Regions from separate parts of the Mus musculus genome. Here regions 1, 2, 3, 4, 6 and 7 are each linked to region 5. The links are chromatin contacts, called in public promoter capture Hi-C maps. All regions are on one chromosome and are shown on one strand. Each heading gives the region's core, a stretch centred on a gene start, on an enhancer-like site or on the middle of the called end of the contact. The rest is flanking DNA. Distances are from core to core; before and after follow the strand shown.

What was found. Promoter capture Hi-C pulls out the DNA fragments that hold promoters and counts their contacts.
Region 1: a contact with region 5 is called in a promoter capture Hi-C map of liver, with 4 times the contacts expected there. The contact joins the promoter of Urb2 here to the promoter of Galns in region 5. A contact is called at or near these places in 2 of 39 promoter capture datasets (both in liver) and 1 of 9 other capture datasets (pancreatic islet).
Region 2: a promoter capture Hi-C map of liver shows a contact between it and region 5, with 3 times the contacts expected there. The contact joins the promoter of Irf8 here to the promoter of Galns in region 5. A contact is called at or near these places in 3 of 39 promoter capture datasets (the C10 cell line, liver and pre-B cells).
Region 3: a promoter capture Hi-C map of pre-B cells shows a contact between it and region 5, with 5 times the contacts expected there. The contact joins the promoter of Map1lc3b here to the promoter of Galns in region 5. A contact is called at or near these places in 2 of 39 promoter capture datasets (liver and pre-B cells).
Region 4: a promoter capture Hi-C map of liver shows a contact between it and region 5, with 2.7 times the contacts expected there. The contact joins the promoter of Ccsap here to the promoter of Galns in region 5. A contact is called at or near these places in 2 of 39 promoter capture datasets (both in liver).
Region 6: a promoter capture Hi-C map of liver shows a contact between it and region 5, with 3 times the contacts expected there. The contact joins the promoter of Emc8 here to the promoter of Galns in region 5. A contact is called at or near these places in 2 of 39 promoter capture datasets (liver and pre-B cells) and 1 of 115 datasets of contacts at active chromatin or transcription factors (astrocytes).
Region 7: a contact with region 5 is called in a promoter capture Hi-C map of liver, with 3 times the contacts expected there. The contact joins the promoter of Cog2 here to the promoter of Galns in region 5. A contact is called at or near these places in 3 of 39 promoter capture datasets (hippocampal neurons and liver).

The regions. Positions count from the first base shown.
Region 1 is chr8:124,020,142-124,023,842 of GRCm38.p6, reverse strand. It overlaps Urb2 (URB2 ribosome biogenesis 2 homolog (S. cerevisiae)), which reads right to left and starts at 2,346. Exons shown (of 10, transcript NM_001368414.1): 1 at 2,317-2,346; 2 at 245-383. The coding sequence starts at 370. Taf5l (TATA-box binding protein associated factor 5 like) reads left to right here and starts at 2,446. Exons shown (of 5, transcript NM_133966.3): 1 at 2,446-2,654. Mir1967 (microRNA 1967) reads right to left here and starts at 1,202; the gene lies at 1,121-1,202.
Region 2 is chr8:120,734,830-120,738,346 of GRCm38.p6, reverse strand. Irf8 (interferon regulatory factor 8) reads right to left here and starts at 1,989. Exons shown (of 9, transcript NM_008320.4): 1 at 1,938-1,989.
Region 3 is chr8:121,588,890-121,592,548 of GRCm38.p6, reverse strand. Map1lc3b (microtubule-associated protein 1 light chain 3 beta) reads right to left here and starts at 2,111. Exons shown (of 4, transcript NM_026160.5): 1 at 1,985-2,111. The coding sequence starts at 2,024.
Region 4 is chr8:123,858,076-123,861,921 of GRCm38.p6, reverse strand. Ccsap (centriole, cilia and spindle associated protein) reads left to right here and starts at 2,454. Exons shown (of 3, transcript NM_001379289.1): 1 at 2,454-2,827. The coding sequence starts at 2,512. Gm9901 (a long non-coding RNA gene) reads right to left here and starts at 2,467. Exons shown (of 2, transcript XR_388182.4): 1 at 2,288-2,467; 2 at 1,424-2,052.
Region 5 is chr8:122,609,239-122,612,886 of GRCm38.p6, reverse strand. It overlaps Galns (galactosamine (N-acetyl)-6-sulfate sulfatase), which reads left to right and starts at 1,400. Exons shown (of 14, transcript NM_016722.4): 1 at 1,400-1,659. The coding sequence starts at 1,549. Trappc2l (trafficking protein particle complex 2-like) reads right to left here and starts at 1,261. Exons shown (of 5, transcript NM_021502.2): 1 at 1,194-1,261. The coding sequence starts at 1,226.
Region 6 is chr8:120,666,031-120,669,730 of GRCm38.p6, reverse strand. Emc8 (ER membrane protein complex subunit 8) reads left to right here and starts at 1,644. Exons shown (of 5, transcript NM_010926.6): 1 at 1,644-1,974. The coding sequence starts at 1,753. Gm27021 (predicted gene, 27021) reads left to right here and starts at 1,589. Exons shown (of 4, transcript NM_001308449.1): 1 at 1,589-1,974. The coding sequence starts at 1,753. It overlaps Cox4i1 (cytochrome c oxidase subunit 4I1), which reads right to left and starts at 1,506. Exons shown (of 5, transcript NM_009941.3): 1 at 1,376-1,506; 2 at 349-422. The coding sequence starts at 1,485.
Region 7 is chr8:124,519,460-124,523,061 of GRCm38.p6, reverse strand. Cog2 (component of oligomeric golgi complex 2) reads right to left here and starts at 2,295. Exons shown (of 18, transcript NM_029746.3): 1 at 2,111-2,295. The coding sequence starts at 2,182.

The sequences.
Region 1 (3,701 bases), core at 1,097-3,596, 1.4 Mb before region 5:
TAAGAAATCCCAATAGAACATCATAACTGGTACCTACCTGCTTCTAGCTTGCCCTCAGACTAGCACTTTCCAACTTCTCAACTTCCCGCCTAGCAATCCAAAAGCCCCACTGCTTCTTCACTGACAGTGACTGCAAATCAAGTTTTCTCCCCAACATGTCTTCTAATCTTTTAAATGTTAATATCCAAGCTGTACATGAAATTATTTTAGATCATAAAACGTACAAGTTCTACGTTAAACTTACTTGTTCTTTATTTGGTAGAAAGCACTGATGGGAAATCCAAGCAAAGTGAGCTAATTTTAGTTTATCTTCCCAGGAAGTTGTCTTGCTTTTAAGTTTAAAGGAAATACCAGAATAAACAGCAGCCATTGCTACACGTCTTCTACAATTAAAAAAGGAAAATAGTATTATAATAAGGCCTAACTGAACAGACACCAGAAAATGGACAGTATCTTTTAAAAAGAAAATTTTTTATGTATATGTGCCTGAGTATATGCACTCAGGAGTCCAAGAAGGTCAAAGAGGGCATTAGAGTCTTGGAGACTAGAGTACAGATAGTCATGAGTTAGGCGCCATGGAGGTACTGGGAACTGAGCCCAGGTCCTCTCTGAGAGCAGCTGTACTCCTAACTTTGAGCCACCTCTCCAACCCCTCCCTATATACCTTATTGGGTACAATTAGGAAGCAGAGGCCAGCCTAGGATACATGGTAAGATGTTGTGTCAAATATATAGTTAATTTGAAACTGGCTTTCATCAAAAGCAGGTAGACAATAGATTATAAGTACTCCTGCTGTGATCACACTTAGAGAATACAGGAATTCAATAAGGAGAAATCAAAGTGTGTAAATCACTCACAGGATGACAGTCACCATTCATGATTTAAGATCGAAAGAGATGGTTTAGCACAGCTTCAAAACTGTGTTGTGTAACAGGAGTAGCACTATTAAATAAGCAAAAAAGCAAGCAATACAGTACTTGAAGAAAATAATGCTTCTTGAAGTGAAAAAGAAATTAGGTGATGTGGCTGAGGAAACGGCTCAGCAGTAAAGAACACTTGTGACTCCTGTAGAGAGCCCGAGTCCAGTTCCTAGCACCCACAACGATCTGTAAGTCAATTTCCAGGGAATTCTGCATCTTCTCCCCAGGATCCTCATGAATGTCAGACAAAAGGAGCAAAGAGAGAAAGAAACAGAATTCAGGCATTAATTTCAATAAAAATGCTCTTACTTCTACTGTAACAGTAACTCGTCACACACAGCTACAGTAGACAAAAACCATATACAATCTTTAAAATCCCAAGTAACAAAGGAAAGGATACATTAACAACCTACACTTGCTATGAAACCCAGCTAAACCTTTTGAGTTTTTAAAAGTCATAAAGTTTGTTTCCATTATGGTAAACAACTTAGCTTAAACCCTGACAGAACATTCACCACGCTGCTGTGTTGAGGCAAGAGACTGTGCACTTTGGAAAGCTTACTACAGGCCTTCAGAACTGAGAGGCCTCCCTTCCTGTCCTCGCCCTCTGACTACCTCGGGAAGGGTTTAGGGCAGGGTTTTTCCACCTGCGGGTCACACGCCCACAAGATTGCAAACCAGGTATTTATTCACATTATGCTTCCAACAGTAGGAAAATTGCAATTATAATATAGCAACAAAATAACTTCATGGCGGGGGGGGGGGGGGCGTGTCACCACAACATGAACAAAGGGTTGCAGGATTAGGAAGGTTGAGAATCAATGTTCTAGGGGGCTGGAAAGATGACTCCGTGGTTAGGATTACTTACTGCTGTTCCAGAGAACCCAGGTTCGAGTCCCAATATCCCACATCTTGGCTCACAACCACCACTCCAGTTCTAGAGGAACGCCCCTCTTTTATCCTCTGCGGGTGTACATAAAACACCCATACAAATAAAAAGTTTGGTTTTGGTGGTGGTGGTGGTGGTGGTGGTGGTGGTGGTGGTGGTGGTGGAGGAGGAGGAGGAGGAGGAGGTGGTGGTTCTAGTTTATCATGATACCTTCAAATCCTACTACCTGGATCGGGGCTCCCTCGAGTCCGAGCTCCGTGTAGGAGATCGGGGTGCTCTCTAACGTGGGTCTCCCTCAGATCAAGGTTCTCTCAAGTGGAGCTCCTTCAGTTCGGGGTAAAGCAGTTCAGAACCTCAAGCAGGGTTCCATAGCGGGAACTCCCTCGGGCAGAGGCTCCTCCGATCCCGGCTCTCCAGCCGGTTCCCTCCTGTTAGGACTGGTGTCCGCATCCGCCAAACTGGCGCCTCGGCGCAGAGGAAACCCAAACTCTCCAACCGTCCGCTCACCTGGGACCTCCACGGCGGCGAGCCACATGTGAGGGAGGCGCTTCCGGCAGACGTTGACGCCAACGGCTCGGGGCGGGGAGGGGCGTCACGCAGACATCGCTAGAGGAGCGCCGAGCGCGCCCTGGCCGCGGCGGCGTCGCGCGTCCGCGGCCTAGCCCGGCGTGCCCGCTCCGTCAGGCGGTCATGGGGCGGCCACCGAGAACCGCGAGCGCGGGAGGACGTAGGGCGCGGGGACCCGGCTAGCCGGTCGTCGTACGGAGTCCTACGGCGGGCAACCGATACGGAAGCAGCCGGTGCCGGGGCGGCGGCGGGGCAGCGGGAGCCGCCTGGGATGTTCAGTGAGTGCGGGCGGGGCGCGGGACAGGGCGGGGGGGGGGAGGGGACGCGGGGGAGGGGCCTCGGGCGGGAGAGCGCGCGCGCGCGCGCCCGCCCCTGCGCAGTCCCGGCCCTGCTCGCGCGCGCGCGGGTCCGAGCGACCCCGCACGTGGCGGCCCCGGCTGCACGCGCCCGGAGACCCCGCGGCCCCGCCGGGCGCCCTCGCGCGGAGCCAACTGCGAGCTCACGAGGGCGCTCGGCGGAAGTGGGCAGCGGACGGAGGGCTCGCGGCTGCCGCGGGGAGACGCGGCCCCGCGGACCTCGCAGGCGCTGTGGCTCCGGCGTCGAGAGGTGAGTTTTCCCCTTCGCCGGGACCGGCAGGTGGAGGATAGCCTCGGGGCTCTGCCGGGAGTCCCGTCCAGTCCGACCCGCCCTATTAGAAAGTGAAGTAGGAAGGGAGTCTGCCTTTCTCCAGGTTACAGACTTTTTGGCTGTAACCTGGGGCTGAGTGTCACGGATGGAGTTGGTGACCGCAGAGACTTAGAGTTGCAAGCCGTGTAGCAGGCGAGCTTGCTGCCTCGGTTTCTTCTCCTGTAAAATGGGAGGGTAATTTAAGCCCAGACTCTGCTGGTAGTGGTGGCGCACTCCGTAATCCCCACACTCTGTAGGCTGAGGCAGAAAGATTGCTGCGAATTGTTGGCCATCCTGGTGTACGAAGTGAGTTCTGCACCAGTCTAAACCACAGAGTGAGACTTGGTCTAAATACACGTGCATACACACACACATACACATATGAGAGCCTTGTTTTATGAACTATAAAGCGAATATTAAATCAGAAAACCCAAAATGTCAGTTTGTGCCTTCAGTATTTGCCATCAGTAATAAATAAATTTGGTTCGTGTGTTTTGGGACAGTCTTCCAACTGTGAGATTTGTGTGTACTTCTGTCACTGAAGAGAGGCAAAAACCTCTTCTGACTACTTAGTAACTGGTTATTCTTTTTGTTACTCTGTCACAATCTATGAACAACATCTGGGGACAAAAGAAGGGGCTTTGCTTCTTTTCTGACTT
Region 2 (3,517 bases), core at 740-3,239, 1.9 Mb after region 5:
GTCTAAGGACCCTCACAAGAAAGGCAGGAAAGAAAGGTTATCTCAAGAAACCCAGTATTCTAAGACCACTGAGTTCATAAGTGACAAGTCAGAAAGGAATACCTAGGGAGAGAACTGAAATGGCATTGGGTACCCCTAAAACCAAGTAGAGTCCTGGCTCCAACAGCTTGTTCTGGAGAGGAGATAGGAGGCTCTCCTGGTTTGGTAGTGTCTTGTGTGGCCTCTAAGGATGAGGGTGGGGTGGGAGCTGGGGTCAGGGGTCCAGAGTATCTGAGGATGTGTCCATTGAAAGCCTCAACTCAGCTCCTGGAGATAGATTTGTGACCCATACCCCCATGGTCCCTGAGCCTCCTGAAATCTGAAGGGACTTCCCTGGCATGGCTGGAGTTTTTTCCAGAACAGGAATGGCACTTTCTTGTCAGGGATCCTGGGGTACCCAACACCCCAGAACTGTGAAAGACAGATGTCTTGGTGGGTGACAGAGAAAAGGGGTGTTTAAAAGGAAAGGTGAATGGCAGACCATGGAAGCTAGGAGGTTAAAATTCTCTAACCCAGCCTCTTCTACACTCGGAAGGGGGAGAGACTGGGAGGGACCACCATCCCCTGGGCAGGCACAGCACAAACTGCCAGCACCCTGCCAGTGACAGTACACACAGAAGGGATGCTTTCTTTCATTCATTCTGCAGATGAAAGAACACCTGACAGGGTCCGGCTCTCAGCACCTGGACAATCTCCTCTATTGCCTTGGAGGCCAATCTGAGGTCCTAGACAGGCATAGCCTGACTCTCTTACAACTATGGACAATTAATGGTTTATAAACACGCTCACATGATTCTAGCTTCCTCTTCTTGATTTTGAGGCAGCATTCCCTGTGGGCCCAATCCTGCCTACAGCTAACTTACATCTAGAGCAACGTGTCTTAGGTCAGGCTTCTCACAAGGCAGGGGACAGAGGCTCGCCTAACACAGCTGTCAACATCTGCACCAGCCATGTTTGGCGGGGCTCACACCACACCGTAATCCCTTTCATTCAGCCCTGGGCCACAGTCTGACCACCACTGAACGGAAATCCATCACAGACCCATCTCTTTCTGGCCCCAAGCTTCCTCAGGGACACTGAATCGGTCCCAGTTCTTCATGAAGGAGCCTGCCATAACTTAAAGGGACAAACCTAGAACTGTCACGAAACTGCTCTTATCGTTTGACTTTAAAAGAAAAAAACAGGGCCATTGAGCACCTGGGCACCCCCCAAGCTCCGCCTGAAATCCTAACACTCAGAAGAGGTAGGCGGATAACCGGGAGCTCATTGGAATGAGCCTGGGCTACAGAGTGATACCCTGTATCAGAAACAAAACAAAAACAAACAAAACAGTGATCTACCATTTTAAGATTCTAGTGAATGGTTTCTATTAGTTTCTACCCCCTGAACGCCCTTCCCGGCTGTGGGTAAGTAATCTTTCTCACCAGGGGAAAAGTCTGCCCCTATAGCCTGGGGCCAAGCTCACAGCAAATCTGGTCTTGAGAGCTGTGTGGGACCCACACGGAAGACTTTCCTTCCGGGGCCAGCTGGGCCACTGGACAATCAGAGAAGTCCAGCGCCACTGGGCAATCAGATTGCCACTAGTCAGAATCAAAGCCAGTCGGTCCCTGGGCGAGCCCAGTCGCGAGCTTTGGATAGTTCATGCATGGAAGCCGGGCTGCCGCGCGGTGATTGGCAGATCTATTTCTCTTCATTATGAAGTTGGCCATCAGGCAGATTTTAAAGGGAGAGGTGTTTGTTCATTTGGTTGGGTTTTGTTGTTGTTGTTGTTGTTGGTTGTTGTTGTTGTTTTTGGAGAGCAGCCAGAGCAAGCACCTGCTAACGTGCTGTGCACTCCGTTTGGGCGAAGGTGGGAGAGCCACAGCCCCGGCCCCCGCGCCCACCCCATCGCGTCCTACCTGCCGCCGGTTCCCACGCTGCCCGCGCCTCCGGGACCGCCCGCGGGCTCCTGGAGGCCCGTACGCGCGCGCCTGCTTTTATAGATGGGGCGGGGGAGAAGGCGGGTCCCGCGCGCAGAGCGACGGTCGCGCGAGCTAATTGAGGAGCGGGAGGGGCGCTGGCGCGGCCCAATCAGCGCAGCCTGCCAAATCCGCCTTCTCTGAAGCGCTCTCTTTCCGAGAAATCACTTTTGCACGTCCCCGACCCCGTGGAGTCCTTTTCTCTCTTTACTCCGGGGGCGGCGGGGGAGGGGGCTGCCCCAAAAATGGCCGGGGGGCTGGGGCGTCTGCCTAAGGTCAAGGAGGCTGGTGATGCACGGATCATCCTCGGGGTGTCGTTCAGGTTTGGAGAGCCTCTGTCCCGGGCACGTGTCCAGGGGCACCCTGAGTGTCAGCTGCTCAGGCTGGAGTTTCAGAGCAAAGACCAGTCCCAGAGCTGCGTGCTGGGTGACAGCCACTTGCAGCGCGCCCTCCTGGATGGAGGATGACCGCCTGAAATTGCGCAGGAAATCTGGGAAACCAGGGGAGTCGCGAGCGCTGAGGCTGGGATGCCCCCAGGAAGGCTACGCATTATCGGTTCCCTTGTGTCCCCCAGTGATGTCAGGAGCCCGGTCGAGCCTGTTCCCAACCTGAGTAGGATGTGGGAGCGGGGAGCCTTAGGTGAGGGTCGAGAGGGACTTTCGTTGCAGGCTGCCCAATTACACACCTGCGGCCACGCTTACAGGACTCTCACCCGTCTGGCTTTTAAAATACTTAGGAAAACGTTGGAGCCGCGACAAGAATTTTTGATTGGTCCACAAATACAAGAAGTATACGGCTAGGTTTCAAATAAATACGAATTCAAATAAGGATTTTCCAAACAGAACCTTCTAACTCTAGTTTATCCTGATGAGCATTGTGGTATACCTGAAAGGCACTTAAGACATTACCGGGTATTAGTTCAATGATAAATACCATCCAACAGTCAAAAGCCAAGTGGAGTTCCCTGGAGCCAAGGAATTTCAAATGAAAACTACTTTTCAAAGCTCATTTGTTTTATTACTATTATTATTGGGTTTATTGTTTGTTTTCCAAGACAGGGTTTCCCTGTAGCCCTGGCTGTCCCCGAACTAGACCAGGCTGGCCTCAAATTCACAGAGATCTGCTAGCCTCTGCCTCCCAAGGGCTGGGATTAAAGGTGTGTGCCACCATAGTCCAGCTCAAATTCTTTAATAGTAATATGGGAGTGTTTTAATAAGTGTTTGCTGTGAAGGGCAGAGTCCAGAAGTCAGACACGCTCAGATTACTACAACAGACTCCTGTGTGCATTTATACCCCTTTCATTTCCCAAATAGGCACCTTATAAGCGTATGCAGATTTTCCTACTTACAAATATCAAAGGCACAGAACAGATCCCAAATGTCCACCCAGTGTGCCTGCCTCTTAGCTAAAGGTAGAGAGAGATTAGGGACACCAGCCCTAGCTTCTGGTCCTAGCAGCAGGTGTCTCTGTACACACTAGAAGACACCAGCCCAGCCTGCCTGACAACTGTCCTGAAGCCA
Region 3 (3,659 bases), core at 862-3,361, 1.0 Mb after region 5:
CAGATAAAATGTAAAAGAAAAAGTTAAACGCACAGCACCTAAAACCCGGCTCGGCAAGCTCTAGGCCAGCTTGAGCCACAAACAAAACTTGCCAGGCTGTGGTAGCACATGCCTTTATTTAATCCCAGCACTGAAGGCGGATCCCTATCGGAGTTGGAGGCCAGCCTGATCAGGGCTACATAGAGAAACCCTGTCTCAAGAAACAAACAGCCAGCCAGGCACAATGGCACACCTTCAATCCCAGCATTCAGGGGACAGACGTGAAGATCTCTTGAGTTCAAGGCCAGTCCGAGCCACACAATGAGACCCTGTTTAAATCAACCAACCAATCACTGACAGCAGAAACCCCTTGCCTTCATTGAGATGGGAGCAGGGCCAGAGATCTAAGGGCAGAAATGGTTAAAGCTGGTAAGAGGAGACTTGCAGGGTCCACCACAACTATAAAGGGAAAGTCAGGAATAGTTGTCTTTACTAAAGCAAACAAGGGTCCAAACTGAAGGCCTAGAGGATCTGCCCAGCCCTGGCTGGCTGTAGGGCCAGGGAACTAGGAGGCAACCTGCAAGAGCTGAGACACTTTTTAAGCAGACAGCTGTGCAGAGGCCAATAGCCTGTACTGAAGCCACCTAGGTGTGTAGTTGAGAGGGAGGGTCTCGCTGCATCATCTCCAAGGCTGGGACTAAAGGCGTGGATCACCACCCCTGGCAGCAGCAATGCCTTCACAGGGATGGGAATTCTCCCCGGGGCTATTTATTTAGGCTGAGCAAACAAGCTTTCCTGCGGATACACACCCAGTAACCTGGAGTTTAGGACCGTTTTGGGGGTGGGGAAGCAAACACTGGATCACCCCAGAAAAACTCAGTGGAACCACTTGAGAAGCCTGAAATCACGTGATCAGTTCTAAACTTGGGAAATTGGGCGCGTCCTTCTAAGAATCTGCAAGCCTACACGGGCCTCCTGGCTGCCAGTCTCCTTCCTTACAGCACTGGGGATGATCGCTGCTTACTGGAAGTGTAAGAATTTATAACAGAAAGCTAATGGGACTCTGCCACTAGGCGGACCCTGAGCTTCACCGCCCTAAGCCCCACCCAGGTGCTTCAGCTACAAAGGGTCGGTTTGGGGTGAGCCCTACCTAAATCCATCCACCTTGTAAACATTCCCGCAGTCTGGATAGTGGAAACTCTAGAGCTCCAACCTAAATCCCTCCAAACTCACTGGAAAGGAGCAAGACCGGTCCTGGCCTCCTCAAAGGGGCCGCTTTGAACATCTGTGTGGGGAACCTCTCAACTGTCAGTGCCCACCAGTTTAGGTCCAATAAAGTCAAAAAGCAAAGGAAAGCCGCAGCAATCGGATGCCCGCGCTTTCTTCAGAATAGCTGGGTTAGGGAGAGAGGGAAGGCAATCTAGAGAAAAACAATCGCAAGCCAGATGGAGCTTCGGAGAGATTACCCCCGGCCACTCTGGGGACCCGCGTCAGAGCTAATGTTTGTGCACGGCTCATTTTCCCCAACCCACACTCCTTTCTTGAGGGCTGTTCCAGAATAACTTAAGATCAGTACAAGCAAACAAAACAAAACAGCTGTTAAGTTTCCGTTATGAGACAAAGGCCACCCCCCCCTCCACACACACACATATGCCCAAGACGACTTCGGGTGCAAAGGCGGCTGGGTGCTGCTCCGAGGCTTGCGGGGCGCCCGGACCTGGGGCCCACGAAGGACACAGCCAAGCGCGCAGAGCCTGCGGTACCCTACGCCACCGGGGTCGGGCCTCCAGTCCCGCAGGGGACGCCGAGCCCATCGGCGACCGACGGCCAAGGCGACGCTGAGCACCCGAGCTACCCCGGAGACCGAACCCCCCCGAGACCAATATCCCACTGGCTGCGTCGCTCCGGGCCCCGCCGGGTCTCGGCCCCGCAAGACACCACCGGCGTCCGGGCATTCAGCGCTCCCGGCACCCGGATCTCCCATCCCCGGGCCCGCGGGGCTCACCAAAGCTCCGGCGCTGCTTGAAGGTCTTCTCGGACGGCATGGCGCGCGGGGGTCCCGAGCCAGACGATCTGACTCCGGCGACGATCACTTCCCTTGTGTGTGTCTCAGTCCGCAGCCGAGTCAGGTGACTCGCGGCGCGTCACCGAGGGTGGGGCCGAGGGCGGCCCCCGAGAGCGGCCATGACAGGCGTGGCGGAAGCTCGGCGGCGCGCAAGCGTGCACGCGCCCAAGCCATGCGCCTGCGCCTACGCCAGCTACGCTGGGCGCTCGCTGGGCACACGCTGGGCGAGCATCTGTTAACTGTCTGCGTGGGTCGGGCGCTGGTGCGATGGAGTCCTGCAGACTTCATTCCCCTTCAGTCCTTGCATGATCCAGCTGGTGGTCCAATGTCCGCTCCCTTGCCGCTGTATTTGATATTCCTAAATTCTACCCACCCCCAACCCAAATAACAAAAAACTGACTTGTGGTCTTGCCTGCTAAATCTTTACGATTATGGAGACGTCTGGAGACTTATGGTTGGATCTGATCTTGTGGCTCTTCCCCTGCGAGTCTTGTGCTGCCATAAACACAAGTATTTACTCCTAAGTCGAAGTCGCAGAGAAGCAAGGTCTTAGGGACTACAGACTTGTCACTGGAGGGCAAGATCAATGACTTGTTCCAGCAAAAAGAAAGACGATGACAACACCTGCTGTGCAACCTGTCCACTCTCTCTTCCCATAAAAGCCCTTTTATGTGTCTGAGCTTGCTGAGCATGGAATTTGAGGGGCATGGCTCACCTATCTTTCCAGGGTGCTAGCCCATGTGTGCCCTCATTTCCTTACTACCACCTATCACGTTTTTTGTTTTTTTAGATTTTTTTGGTTGGTGAGCAATCAGACTGTGTCCAGGAACTGCAGCAGAGGCCTGATCCCGACAGGATCCACCTTGGAAAGCCACAGAGCACAGTTCTGTCCCAAGAGCTTTATCTCAGCTGTCCCTTCTCAGACAGATCCTTCTACCTCAGGTGACCCCAGGGTGGCTTTATCACAGGCATGTCCTCACTTTGACTCCTGCTGAGCCTGGGCCTGATTACAGGCTAGGACAGGTTTCAGTCTCCTCAGGCCAGGCCAATGGTCAGTCAGCCACGGTTTAGCACTTTCTCTGGGCCTCAAGCTACTTCCTATCTTCAGTTTGTAGGAGCAGGTGACAGACAGGTCTAGAGTGTGGAGCAGCCACCTCACCCCCATCCCACCCCCAGTGATGCCACATCTGAGCCAGCCTTGTGACCCTGCAGACCTACCACCTGACACTGTACTATCCCTACAGCCCAGACTTCCTCCTTTAAATGGAAATAACCTTCTTCAAGTGCTGTTTGTCCAAGGGATCTTCTACATCTCTGTGACCGGGAAAAGCTGAAAACACATTATGGAGTGAAATCCTGAGGGCTGGTTACTTTCCTTTGTTTGCTTGCTTTGCATTGTTAATTGCCCGAACTTTGTTGTTTTGTATGAAGCTTCTGGTCTGAGGTGCAAGAGACCAGGCTAAAAGTCAAAATGGAAGCCAGATCTGGTGTCCCAAGGCATGTCATCCTAGCACACTGGAGACTGAAGCAGGCTTATCAGAAGTTCAAGGCCAAGTGGGACTCGGTGCCTAGGCCTTTATCTCAGTGTCCAGAAGGGAGATGCAGTCTGGTTTCT
Region 4 (3,846 bases), core at 1,205-3,704, 1.2 Mb before region 5:
CCTTCAGTCACTGCTTCTGCAGTGGCAGGCTGTGACCCTGCTCAGGGTGACAATCTGAATCAGCGGCGGATGGGACTTGTTCCTCCCTTGAATCATGGTAAGCAAGTGCTCTACCATGAGACTGCATGCCTAGTTTCCTTCCTTCCTTCCTTCCTTCCTTCCTTCCTTCCTTCCTTCCTCTCTCTTTCTCCTTCCTTCCTTTCTCTCTCTCTCTTTCTCTCTCCTTCCTTCCTTCCTCCCTCCCTCCCCTTCCTTCCTTCCTCTCTCTCTCCTTCCTTCCTTCCTCTCTCTTCCTTCCTTCCTCTCTCTCCTTCCTTTCTCTCTCTCTCTCCTTCCTTCCTTCCTTCCTCTCTCTCCTTCTTTCCTTCCTCCCTCTCTCTCCTTCCTTCCTTCCTTCCTTCCTTCCTTCCTTCCTTCCTTCCTCTCTCTCTCTCCTTCCTTCCTTCCTTCCTTCCTTCCTTCCTTCCTTCCTTCCTTCCTTCCTTCCTTTCTCTCTCTCTCTCTTTCTCTCTCCTTCCTTCCTTCCTTCCTTCCTTCCTTTTTTTTAGGCAAGGCTTCAGTATGGCCCTCAGGCTGGCTCAGATCTAGAGAGCTGTGTTATGGGCAGGTACCATGTATAACCCCACCCACTGAATTTTACAGTCAGACAGCAAAGGCTGAACTGCTCTAACCTTAGCCCTGATTTCTCAGGTCACAGTACATCAAGATTCCTTCCACACTATTCAGAATCTCGTTACCTGGCTCTTGAGACAAGGCCTTATGCAGCCTCAGAGACTGCAGAAGTACTAGGATTACTGGTGTGCCTCCATGTCTAGTCTCTAAATGTTTATAAACTTTTGATTGCTAAAGCCAAAGATCAACCTGGCCAGCTTCAATAGAAGGGAACGCAGTGAGGAGGTCCCGAGGTTTGTTGACGGGGAGGGGAAGGGGCCTGGCCTCTGTGGGAATCTCAGCAGCGGCTGTGGTCATTTCTGTCTCCTCCAGAAACAGTACCATCAGACTAATCAGTTCAGGTTCTCAGAGCAGCCACCTAGGCTGTGAACACCCTTCAGCCTTAGCGTCCTATGTTCAGAACGGGTCCAGGCAGGTGTAGACACATGGGAATAGTTCAACTGAACTGCAGAAATCCCAAAGTGATCTGCTTCCTGGAAACATCCCGCTGGGACCTACTTTTTTTTCTTCCTTCCTTCCTTCCTTCCTTCCTTCCTTCCTTCCTCCTTCCTTCCTTCTTTTTCTTTCTTTCTTTTTTTTTTTAGTGTGATCCTTCCTGGATGCCTGTCCTTTCAAATCTTTCTGCAGCGATTGCATCAATGCTTCCTTTTACAAAAGCCATCTGTAGAGCAGGATTGCAACAGTAACAACCCTGCGACCCTGTCCATTAGAGCCCAAGCCAAACATTTGCACCAGGTCCTTGAGCAGGCCCTAGGCTTTATTTTATTTTATTTATTTATTTTTACAAAAGTTGGCCTCTAGTAAGTTATAAAAGGCAAGGGCAGGTGAGGCGGCTCATACCTGCTAATTCCAGCACTTGTGAGGTTGGCGGAGAAGGATCAGGAGTTCAAGACCAGCTTGGGCTCTGGAATGAGTTCTAGACCAGCCTTGGTAACATGAGATTTGTCTCAAAAAGGGGGCAGAGGAGGGAAATGTATTAAAATAGCAACATCAACAACATCATTAACAACAACAATAAAAAAATCACTAAGGCCTGAGAACCCGGGCGTTGTGAAAAGAGGAAGGAATCGGGACACAGGATTTGGTCCTCGGCTAGGTGTTGGTTGCTCAGGTTGCATCTAGAGCTGAAGCCTCCTCGCGAGGCCCCCAGTAGCGAGTGGGCGAACGAGCTGGGGGTTCACAGCAGCGCCCCAGGCGCGGGCGCAGGAGCGGGCGGGGGCCCGGCGGGCGCGCGGGGAGGTGCAGGCTTCAGGCTAGGGCGGCGCCTTCGTCTCCGGCTGCTGTAGGACCGCGGAGCCACCGCTCCATCGGCGACATCTTGGTGGAGGACGCGCAAGGAGAAACGCTGTTCGCGCTATAGCTGCTGCGCCACGATCTCAGCTGACCTCCGGAGAGCGGAGGATAGAACAGGCAGGAGGTAAGGACGCTGCTCCTAGAGTCCCCGACTCCTCGCCCAGGAGGGTGTCTGGGGACCTAAGATCCCCTGTCCCGTCACCTTGAGTCCGGTGGTCTCCACCTCTACCGAGTGGAGCAGACCCCTGGTGACCACCTATCATTCCATCTAGATAGGTCGCGTCGCCTGGAATCCCTCCTGAAACCCCGCCCCCGCTATTACCTGAACTAGGGGCCTTCCCAGCCCGGAACTCCGCCCCCGCTAGGAACGCCCTCTCCCAGAAACACCCGTCACAGACCCGCCCCCTCTCCGCCCCTCCTTGCCCCAGCCTCCGCCCTCCAGTCCGGGCGGGGCTCCGGGTTTGAACCGCGCGGCGGGCCGCGCCTCTGAGTCCGTCGCACCCGTAGGCGGCAGCGCGGAGCAGGCAGTCGGCGGCGCGCGGCACCATGTCCCCGGGCAGCGGGGTGAAGAGCGAGTATATGAAGCGCTATCGGGAGCCGCGCTGGGACGAATACGCGCCGTGCTACCGCGAGCTGCTGCGCTACCGCCTGGGCCGCCGGCTGCTGGAGCAAGCGCACGCGCCCTGGCTCTGGGACGCCTGGGGCCCGGACAGCCCCTCGGACAGCTCGGCTTCACCCAGTCCGGCCCCCAGGGGCGCGTTAGGGGAGCCCTCGGCGCCCTCCGCGCGGGAGGAGGAGCAGCCGGTGGGGGAGCGCGGCGCGGAGCTGCGGGACGCGGAGGAGCAGGACACAGTGTTACCAGGTACGGGCACAGCGCGTTGCTCCGTTCTCAGCGCTTCCTGTTTTGGTTTAATTGGGGTTGACAGAATCCGCTTGCTGAACTAAGCGGGGAAGGTGCGGGCCGCATTTCCACCTTCCCACCCCAGGTTTCCCTAATTTGGTGACTCTTGGCGGAGCCCTTTATGACCTCCAACTCATATGACCCTGGTTGGGGTCCTTGGTCGCAGGCAGTGGCCCGCTCAGTGAGCCCTCGATCCACCAGATGGCGGATCTGTTTGTTTCTGCGCATCCTGTTTGGCGAGAGGAGCTTTTCATTCCAAAGATGACCGACTGAAGTTAAGAACGCCCGAGCTGTCATAATGGGGTCATGGTTGTCAGTGTGAACGCCTTGAAGGCCTGGTCTCGCTGTCTCTGAAGAATGGTATGCGTTTGTTTGTGGACGAACCCCTCTTTGTATACGCTGTGAGCCACTTTCCCGCCGTTGCGGAGTGGGGCTGTCAGCAGAGAGCCCTGGGGTTTGCCTGGACTCAGGGCAGTACTTCAGTACAACTGTAGATCACTATGGTTGCCAGCCACCTCTCTGAACTCTTCTGAGAGTCCAGTGGTGAAAAAGTTATTTCTCAGTGACTGGTCTAGGAATATGTATTTTCTCATTCGACCTTCAAAGTCATATGATGGGCCCTTTGTTTTTAATCTCAGTTTTGTAAACAAAGCCATGGGAGCTTGGGATCCATGGTCGGAGTCTGAAAGGGTCGGATTTCCCTGCTCTTGGTTACTATGTTTGCCTATTCTCAGTTCTTGCATGGCTGGGCCGCCTTGTGTCATCTGGTCGCTTATGACGACCATTCTGATGCTTCAGTGATGTGGTTAGAAATTAGGGAAAGTGGCAGAAGGTGGTGGGGGCGGTGAGCATGTCTCCCAGGTATTAATATGAAAACTGAGCCCTTGCTAACTGTGAGGTTTTTTTTTATTGGGACGAGCAAACCTGCTTTTCCTTTCCCACTGTGGTTTGAAGAGGTTACCTGCTATCTATCTGTGTGT
Region 5 (3,648 bases), core at 151-2,650:
AACTGGGTGGTGTGGCACTTGCCTGACATGCACAGGGCACTAAGTCCAATTCCCAGTGCCAAAAAGAAAAGCAATATGGGACCAGAGATGTAACTCCGTAGTGGAGTGCTTGAGTCGCAGCATTAAGCCCTAGTTCTCTCACCTGTACCAGAAAGGAGGAGGAAGGGAGGGTGGAAGCAGTAGAGACAAATGCACAGGGGCAGGAAGTGAGCAGAAATGACTCCGGAATGCCAACCTGAGCACAGCCTAACAACATACCCTGACACTTCTCTTCCTAGGATCACCTCTGCCTCAACCACCAGCACACTCTGTAGTGTCATCCTAACAGCAGGGGCACTAGCTATTTCTTAACGTGCCACACTAGGGTAGTGGTCTGTTCTCAGTGCTTCGAGACATTGAATGAGTCTCCAAATCAGGACCCTTCAGCATAGATACTGGACTTCCTCCTCCTGAGTTTATCAAAGCAGCAGCTGCCTATGACATGAGTTTTGGTTTTGGTGGCCTCCTGGGGGTATAACTCCCTCTTTCATACTGACAGCTTCACAGCAGTCTAATCCCTAATGGCAGATCTCAGAAAAAGCCTAATAGGGATACAGGCTTCATGCAACAGGATATTGTGGCCCTCTGGAGCTGTCTTAGCATCCATAAACAGCTTTCCGGAAAGAAATGAATATATATGTTGGCCAGCAAGATGACAGTTGGGAATAGAGGGTACAAAGGGGAGAGGGATGCTGTCTAGAGGTTTGCAGGCCTTCACGGTGGAGTAGAAGGGTGCAAAAGACATGAAGGGGACTATCCTAAGGCAAAGAAAAGCACTTGGATTCTAGGCTGACTTGAGCCGCGCCAGGCTTATATTTAAATAGCGCCGGCTGGGCAGCCAGGGGACGGTCCGGAAGGCGGGGCAGAAAGACCGGACGCGGAAGGCAGCTGAGGCCGTGAAAAGAACGCGTAGAGCGACGGGTGGCAGGCTGCAGCGACCAGCTAAGCTTCCCGGGGGATCTCAAAACCCGGAGGCGGAGGCCTGCAAACTGGCGGCGGACGGCTGTCAGCTGTCAGCGAAAGCGAGCCGGAAGGATCCTGATCATAGGGCTTGGCTGAGGCTTGGAGCTCAGAGTTGAAAAGATCAAGACCATGGCTGGAAGGAGGCCCGCCGCCCGCCGCCCGCCGCCCGCCGCCCGCAGCCTCTCACGCACCTCCTTGGCGATCACCGCGATGCACACCGCCATATTGGCAGGCTGTGCGCCACATCATGTGACCCGATGTGGAGGCAGGCCCCGCCCATTCTCCTCCCACCGAGGCTCAGAGCCCGCCTCTCTCTACCATGGCTCCGCCCAGACTCTCAGGTCCGGCCTTGGTCCCGCCCCTTTCCCGTAAGGCCCAGCCCACTCCCTTGTCACTCAGACAGCCTAGGCCCCACCTCTCCCTCTTCTTTTCTCCGTGGCCCTGCCCCTCCTCTCATTCTGCCGCCAGGGCCCGCCCTACAGTCCAAAAGGAACCGCGGCAGGCTTGGGACTGGGTCTTGACTCCTCAGCGGGAGCTTGGTTTGCTATGGCGGCCTGTACCGCAGCCCAGCAGCTGCTGCTGGTACTGAGTGCCCTAGGACTCTTGGCCGCAGGTGCTCCGCAGCCCCCCAACATCGTGCTACTGCTCATGGACGATGTAAGTGGGGCCACGCGGCGGGGGGACACGGAAGACACAGGGCAGCCACACGGCGGATGAGCAGTGACCCGAGGGAGGCCCAGAGCCCGGTGTCACATCTTTCACTGTTTCCGCAGTGGGGGTAGGTGTTCAGGGAGGCCCTTTTCTTCCTACTTCCCCTCCCGAGAGCGGGCTGACATTCTCCTCCCCTCAACAGGTGGCCCTGCCTTGGTGCCCACCTCCAGCCTGACCTCTGGGGGAACTCTGACCACAAAGTCAGGCATAGAATGTCACCTGCGAGTGCAGCCTGTGGTCATTTATGAATTCTGCCCTGGGGCATATCTCCCTCAGTGTCCCTGTCTGAGAAATCTGTCGCCCTGAAGTGACATGAAAGCTTAGAAATCAGTCATGTAGAACACTAAGTCAGATGGAACTATCCAAACAGAACTAGATGGACTGTGCCTTCCTCGCAGTCTCAGCCTGCCAGCCCCACCTCCACCCCCACCCCCCCACCCCCAGACACACACTGTGGAGTGACATCTGTTGGCTATTGTTAGAATCAGAGTCACATCCAGTTCAGGATGATTTGAAACAAATCAGAGGCTAATACCGGCCGAGGCTAATTAATAGCCAAACCAGCCCTCTGCAGGGCCTTCAGACCTGTGCTGATCCACACTTACCTCCTCAAAAAGGGGAGAGGGATGCTGTCTAGCGATCTGTGGGCCCATCAGAATGGAGAGGTGCTATATATGTAAAATAAGTTGAATTTTAGAGACTTTTAAAAAAAGATTTATTTATTATTATAGATAAGTACACTGTCGCTGTCTTCAGACACACCAGAAGAGGGTGTCAGATCTCATTATGAGTGGATGTGAGCCACCATGTGGTTGTTGGGATTTGAACTCGTCAGTGCTCTTACCTTCTGAGCCATCTCGCCATTCCAATTTTAGAGACTTAATAGGAGAAAAAGAAAGTAAACATCCCACTTGATAAACATTAGCTTAGTAGTTTTTTATTACTAAGAAAAATACAGATCTAAAAAGTCCTGTACATAAGTCCCACCACCCAGAAGCCACTGCAGGAAACCCCTTCCAGCTTCCCGTTCTTTGTGGATGCTGACTGTTCACACAATGGATGTCTGGCTTCTCTGGCTCCTGTCCTGGTCACTAATAGCAGACTTTGCACAGTAATGAGCAGTACTGAAGATCTATATATAGAGAGAGATTTCATACATATATAGTGCCTTTCAGTATTAAGTCGTTTTAGGGCCAAATCGCACTGGCTCGGTTTGTTTGTTTCCACTGGTTTGATCCAGAAGTACTGACTACAGGCTCGTCTGTCAGTTTTCTGCTCTTTTCCAAATGACAGCCTGTGAGGAGAGGTCTTCTCTGACACTCCCTTGAGACTCCTGAAGAACGTTGAACTGATAGACTTTGGGTAACTGAGTTAAGTAAATGTGCTCTTAGCTTTCATTTTGGCGTCCTTACTTTTTGTGTTTTGTTTGCTTGCTCTCTTGCTTGCTTTTTTGAAATAGGGTCTTGCTAAGTAGTGTTGGCTGGCCTGAAACTCACTCTGTAGCCCTGGCTGGCCTCAAACTCAATGCAATCCTCCTGCCTCCACCTCCCCAGTGCTGGGATTGCAAGCATGAGCCACCAAACCTAAAGACTTACCTAACTGCTTTTCTGATGTGGTGACTAGGAAATAAAGTCACATGGAAGGTCACAGTGCATTTCCGTTGGGCAGCTCCAGCTGAGTAGAGAGGTTTTTAGGTAATGGAATGTGACAAGCAATGACCAACGGTTTACCTGAAGGTGGTTGACTAGGAACCACCACCACCTACCTTCTGGATACCCGGGGGCTGTGACAGGAGGGTTCTTTGGAGTTGAATCCCAGAACATTGTACAAAACCCGGGTCTTGTCACGTAGAGACTTTTGATACAAATAACGGGAAAGGAACTCAATTAACTTCAGCAGCACTGGGAATCCCTGGCTTGACCAAGTAGACAACAG
Region 6 (3,700 bases), core at 395-2,894, 1.9 Mb after region 5:
ATGAGCGGGGTCTACCAGAGCGAGCAGGGTTGACCAGAGCGAGCAGAGGTCCTAAATTCAATTCCCAACAACCAGATGAAAGCTCACACCCATCTGTACAGCTACTGTGTGTACTCATATACATAAAATAAATAAGTAAATCTTTAAAAAAAAAAAAAAAAGAAAAAGAAAGTAAAAGTCCTGAGCCGGGCATGGCGGTGCACATCTTTAATCCCAGAACATGGGAGTCAGAGGCAGGTTAAGTCTCTGCGCTCCAAGGCAGCCAGAGCCATGCAGAGAAACCCTGTCATGAAAAACCAAAGGGAGGAGAAAGAAAAGGGCAGGGAAGGGAGTGAAAGTCCTGCTCACCATGTGCTCGAAGGCACACCGAAGTAGAAATGGCTCTCTTGCCAATCAGGCTCAGCGCTCTGGAAGCCAACATTCTGAAAGACAAAAAAAAACCCTTATACCTCTTAACAATGACAGCAAACACCTTTTAGCCAAAGTCTTTTTGCGGCAAAACATTAAGGAAGTAAATGCAACTTATCCCCCGAAATGTTAAATGTTTTTTTTTTTTTTTTTTGGTAATGATTTCATCAACTTTTTAAGGCACGGACTGGCCTGAAAGCTTCCACTATTACCTTCCTCTACCTCGTAAGAGCCGGCATTACAGGCCAGAGGCATGCCCCCAGGATCCGGTTTTTATTACTGATGCGAAGGCACAGGGTGAACTTCCTTACATCAAGCCAAGGGCTGTAATATACATGGCTTTGGCCAATGACTATAAATCCGGCTTCTTAAAAAATTAACTAGAAAGACAAAAATGACTGAAACTGCTAGAACTAGATATATAGATAGATAGATAGATAGATAGATAGATAGCACGGTAGCACACCTCCTGCGACTGAGTTTTATTTTAAAAATTGACTTGTACAGAGACTGCGAAGGGCAAGCGGGAGGAGGCCGCCCAGGCTCAGGCCCTGGCCCGCTTCCCGTTCCTGCGTCCCGCAGGCGACCTGGATGACCCTGTCACCCGCCCCAGCGACCCGAGCCCCACGCCTCACTGTAGCACAACCCCTGAGATTCGATCCCCGAGAAAGAACGTCCGAGCCCGGGAAAAAAAAAATCAACGCCCGGGGCGGCAGAAACCGTAGCGTGACGTCAGGGCTCAGGTCGCTGTCCCTCGGGCCTGGCACAGCGGGAACGCCCGGTGCCCGGCAGGCCGGAGCGGGGACCCGAGACAACAGACCCGCTCGGGGAAGCGGGCGCCCCAAGGTCACCGAGCCGCTCAAGTCCCGGGTCCGGGGGCGTCTCGGAGGCACCGCTCCCGGCCCCGGCGCTCCAGGTCCTCGGGCCCCCGACCGTGCCACCCTCACCCGCCGTCCAAGGCCGTCACCTGCCACCGCTGCCCAGGCGACCGCCGCGACCGCCCTCTACACCCTGGGGTGCTCGCGACCGGAAGAACGGGGCCCGCAACCGGAAGACCAAGACGGAGCCGCGAAGCATCGCGGGAATCAGGGAAGCCCCGCCCCAAGCCCGTCCGTTTCAGAGCGCGGGGCGGGGCGGGGCGGGGCGGCGCGGCTCGGGGCAGGGCGGGGCAGGACGAGGCGGGGCGGGGCGGTAACTGTCGCGAAAGGCCGAGCGGGTAGCAGCTGCTTTCCGGCAGACGTTTTCCGGCCGACCGGCTGAGGCGGGAGGCCGCGGCCGGAGGTGCGAGAGCGTCACGGCGTGCAGCGGAGGGTCGTGGCGGAGGACCGCGGTGCGTGGGTCGCGATGCCCGGCGTGAAGCTGACTACGCAGGCCTACTGCAAGATGGTGCTCCACGGCGCCAAGTACCCGCACTGCGCCGTCAACGGGCTCCTGGTGGCCGAGAGGCAGAGGCCGCGCAAGGAGCATCCTCCCGGAGCGGGCAGCCACACGCTCTTCGTGGACTGCATCCCGCTCTTCCACGGCACGCTGGCTCTGACGCCCATGCTGGAGGTGGCGCTCACCCTGGTAAGCTCGCGGTCGAGGCCGCGGCGCGGGGTTCCGGGCCGGGCGGAGTCGGGCGCCCTTCGCGGGACGCTGCGGCTGCTCCCGGGGAGCTCTCGAGGTTTTGTAAGATGACCGAGAAACTCGAATGTGTGGTGGACGTCCTTAAAACCAGCACTCGAGATGGGGAGGCAAGAGTTCGAGGCCAGCCTGGTCTACATTAGTGAGATCTGGGATAGGTAACGTTTAAAGTTTAAACTTAATGTGTTTGTGAGGCCACAAAGAAAAAAATGCCTATAGCATGTAAATCTCTAGTTTTACAGAGGTTTTTTTGTTTGTTTGTTTGTTTTTGTATTTTGTGGGTCCACTTGCCGATTTTTTTGCCCCAGACTTGCTGTTTTAGCAAGATTATAGGTTATAATACGGACTGCTGTTTCTGCGCTTGTAATCAAACTCGGTTTCTCTGCTTAAGAGACATTTGCAAGACCCGGAATTCTAACTCTGCGGTTTGCCTTTATAAAGCCCTGGACTGATATGGTCAGGCGCTGCTTACTACATCTTGGAAGCGCTCTCAGGTGCAGTCCTGACGCACCTGAGAAACAGATCAGACCCGTAACCACCCAGTCTCCCCACAGCCTCATTTACATCTCAGAATGAGCTCTGAAGTTAAAAATCTGAGCTGGCCTAGGAGGGAATGCTAATCCTGTCTCCCCCTCTCCCACCAAAATGACTGCATTGAATCGGAGACTTGCTTTGAATGTAGCCCCCCATGCTAGCCTGGCACTCCCAGCACTTCCTGCTCTAGATTCCTGAGAACTGGGATTACCGACGCGACTCGCATTCCTTGATTTCTGTTTCTTTTGTTTTCTGGGGGAGAGGGTTAGGGTTTCACTCTTGTGGCCTTGCCGAGTTTGGGACTCTTCTGTAGACCAGGCTGGCGTCCTACACACAGACCAGCCTGCCTCCATCTCCTGAGGCTAGGTCTAAAGGTGTGCACTACCACCACACCTTGCTCATCCATTATTTAATTTACATTAAAACACCAGAGGTAATTTCCAGCAAACTACAAGAGCCTACAGGCAAATCGGCACGTTTACTGGGCACATTTTGAATGTTTTTTAGATTCTTTCTGAGCAGGAGGAAGGTTTGCAGATGATACTTCGTTCCAGAAGAGAAGCGTGCTTTTAGTGCCTAAAGTGTCTCTTGAGAGTTCCTGTGGGTGATTCTGGCCACCGTCTAAGTTGTTCTGTTAGCAAGGGAGTTGCACCTGGCTGGGCCCTGCCTTCCACAGTAGGGCAGGCTTCTCAGGTTCTCTCCTGACTTGGTGGGGTGGATTGAACCCAGGGCTCAGTTAGACTTGGATTTGTAGAGGTCTGGCAAGCTCTGTGCTGAAGAGCTCCTAGCACCAGCTGATGGAGGAGCTGGAGAGATGGCTCAGTGGTTGGAGCACTGGTTGCTCTCCTAGAGGAACAGTCCTAACTAGGTCAGACACCTATAACCACCACTAACTCTGTCTCCAGACTCCCTCTTACGGCTTCTTGTGTGTACTGCACTCATGCCCATACTTATAGACCTGAACTTAAAACTAAAACAAGGGCCAAGGCAAAGTGGCCTTAAAGTTCAAGGCCATCCTGTTCCACACAGCTAGTTCCAGGACAGCCAGTGCTAATGACACCCTGTCTTGAAAAAAAAACAAAAAAAAAAACAAAAAAACCCACAAGGTAGTTTTTGTGTTTGGTTGGTTGGTTGG
Region 7 (3,602 bases), core at 1,046-3,545, 1.9 Mb before region 5:
TGATATAGCCCTGTAAGCTCCCGGTCAAAGGTGACCCCAGCTTCAGGATGAACACTGGGTAGAACACAGATTCCCTCCTATGACACTCGGGGCACATCAGTTCTCATCCCGTCCCACCTGCATTTCCGGTCTGGATTCTGACATTCCTCCATACTCTAACCACCACAGACCAAGCACAGTTTCTGAACCCGCATGTGTTTTCTCATGTTCAACAGCCAAGCCACACCTTTCTGCCCTTGTCTCTTCAAATCTAGACTTGTAGTTGGCACACAGTAGTAGTTGGCACACAGTAGGGTGGGCCATGAATGAGCAAACATCTGCTACCACTGCTCAGCAGGCTGTCAACATCTTGGCAAGACAGCACATTTCTAATCAGATGACTGCAATCGACGGAGCCTCAACTCTCCTAATGTGTATCTGATATCCCATCCTTGTTAAAACAAAACAAAATAAAACAAAAAAAACAAAACTATGCCACTGAAAAATATGTTGAATAAAATACAAATGTACACATAAAATTTGGATAACAGGCACTCCTCCTGTCCTTTCTGCCACGAAACTAACTCATAAAACACTTCTTTGAAGGAAGCACAAATAATAAAGGGCCTTAATTTCTGGCTCCACCTAGAAAAACCAACATCACACACAATGGCTGTTCCATGTTGTTTCCTCTTCAATGGAAATGGCCACATCAGCAGAACTACAAACTGCGTGGCACACTCAGAGAGCTGACTGCATCAAAGAGCGTGGAGCAGTCCGGCCATTCCGTCCCAGGTTTGCTGATGTTGTCTCACTAACTACTCACATTGTGTGCCATCTCCTCACAGGCATCGCATCCAACAGAGGTATCACCTCAGTGTGAGTGAGGGAGACACAGGCAATGCCCAACCCTGAGGCAATGGCCCAGAACAGCTGCTGGCACAAGGCCTGCAGGAGGCCTGAGTTAAATGGTGAACAGTGAACACAGTAAGTTTTCTCACCTAAAGTAAAAACAGGCCACGATCCCCGGGCAAGCTTTCTTCCTCCAGACTCTTGTCCCTGTCATGTACCTTTGGCTCTTTTTTTTTAACCCTCTTTCCAAGGTATCCATAAGTCACAGGATGTAACAGGGGCTTTCTGAATCATTATTTCAAGCATCCCATTTGAACCTCATTTATTGGAGATGGCTCAGCAGTTAAGAGTGCTTACTACTTTAACAGAGGACCAGGGTTTGGCTCCCAGCACCCACAGGGCAGCTCACAAGCACCTGTAACTCCAGTTCTAGGGAACCCCACAGTCTTCTGGCCTCTGAGGGCTTCTGCACACACTGTGCACATAAACTCAGGAAGGCAGACACATACACACAAAAAAGCCTTTCACACATGGAAACCTACGTGGGCACAGTACAGAAGTCACATATAAATTAAAATCCAAACACCAAAACCTCAGCGCTTTCTTTGGCCATGTCAACTAAATGCAAATACCAGAACAGAGATAGGCCAATTAAGTCAGAGGGAAAAATTCGATTGTGAAAGGGGAGCAGGGTGCACACATGCAAACACAACACACACACACATACACACACACTCTATACAGTAAGACTTGGACTCGTTTGCTTAGTATTTTATGTGCCAAAGAGACAGAAAGAAATTCCTAACCTCGGAACCAGCTTTGAAATGGTCCCTCAAATCGCAACTATTAAATGGCACAAACTTTTAGCTCACAGTTGCCATTTCTGCCCTTAAGACAGGAGGATCGAGACCCGTCCGGGCTACAACTCAAAACCCTCCCTGTCTCGAGAAAGAAAGCGGGTGTAAATATGTTTGGGGTTGTTTTAAGTGACAACAGCGGAGAGGTACAACTAACAGGCTCAAAGCCTGCGCCGTTCGGAGGCTGTGCCTGCTCGGTGAAATGTTATCAGCCAAGTGTTTTCGGTTTAGATTTGTAAGCAGGGCCGCTGGGTTGCAGCGTGGCGAGGCTGTCAGGTTCCCACTTCTTAATGTCAGAGCGTTTTCAGCCTGGACACCCCTGCCACCTTCCATCCCACGTCCCTGACACCCGCCGGAGCCTCTGGGAACCACCGGGCCTCAGCGTCCGGCCAACTCAGCGGCGATCTGCCGGGTGCCCTCACCTTCATGAACTCGTCCTTATCGAAGCACAGCGTGTCCGGCCCCGTAGGCAGGTTCATCCTGCGTTTCTCCATCACGCCGGCCGCCGCCCCTCAAGGCCAAGACCGCAGGGGACGCGGCAGCCCAGCCCACCCCCAGCGTCCCAGCTCCACTTCCGCTTCCGCCAGTATGGCAGCAGCGAGCGACAGCCAATAGACGAGCGTCGCGGGCGGCTGCGCACTGTTGGTGATAAGAGCGGCGCCCTCGAGCCGGAAGCTCCCAGCCTGGCGCTACTGCCTCCGGGAGTCGAGCGTGGTACTGCAGCCTCACGCATGCACCGAGGCAGCTGGCCTGGGAGAAAAGTCAAGAACCAGGACAGCCTTGTTCTTTTCTCCTGGTGAGGAGAGAAAACGTCACTGCCCTTAAAGATGGTCAGAGGAAAGTGATCCCTTTGTATTTCAGTTTAGACCAAACAGGACACCATCCCTCTAACTGAATGTTGGGGTAAAATTCAGAGACCCTATCGCCTGAGCATGTGCTGGATAGGCTGGACTGCAGCCGATGTCCCTAACATGTTGGTTTGTGTGTAGCAAAGAAGTCTTGCTTTCTTGTTAATATTTTATTCTTATTACCAAATCTTTCACCCTCACAAGTTTAGGCAACGTGAACTCGCCATACGCTGACCATGCTCTAGTAACCCCCAGCCTGTCTCCAGGTCCTCTTTACCCAGGCTACCACCACCATCATAGCTGTCATGGGAAGATATTGTTAGAACACTTCACCAACACCTTATTTAGCGATTCCTCCTGTAAAAGATCAAACAAAGCCCTTCTTGCCAACTCAAAGTATTATCCTCGAACCTAACAAAGCGAACAGTTCTCTGCTGTTATTATTAGTCTGAGAGATGTGGCATTCAGCCTCTCGCTATAATTTCAGAGTGGCAAATTGGAGGTACCAAGGGAGGGACCCGAGGTGCTCGCCAAGAGAGAAACAAAGACTCCTGGGAAACCTGCCTGATTCCTAGAAGCTTGGGGCTAGAACTTGCTGTTCCCTTCTGATATTTTCCTCCATCCTTTATCAAAGAACCTGACTGTGTTCAGCCTAGTGTGCTAACCCTGGAATTGCTGCAAAGATTCAGTGGTGTACTGGCTGGCTTTGCGTGTCAAATTGACACAAGCTAGAGTCATCAGAGAGAAGAGAGTCTCAGCTGAGGAAATGCCTCCATGAGATCCAGCTGTAAGGCATTTTCTCAATTAGTGCTCTGTGAGGGAGGACCCAGCCCACTGTGGGTGGGGCCATCCCTGAGCTGGTGGTCCTGGGTTCATTAAGAAATCAGGCTGAGCAAGCCATGGGAAGCAAGCTAACAAGCAGCACCCTCCATGGTTTCTGTATCAGCTCCTGTTCTAGGTTCCTGCCCTGCTTGAGTTGCTGTCCTGACTTCCTCCAATGATGAACTGTGATCTGAAAGTGTAAGCCAGATAAACCTTTTCCTCCTCAACTTGCTTTTTGATCATT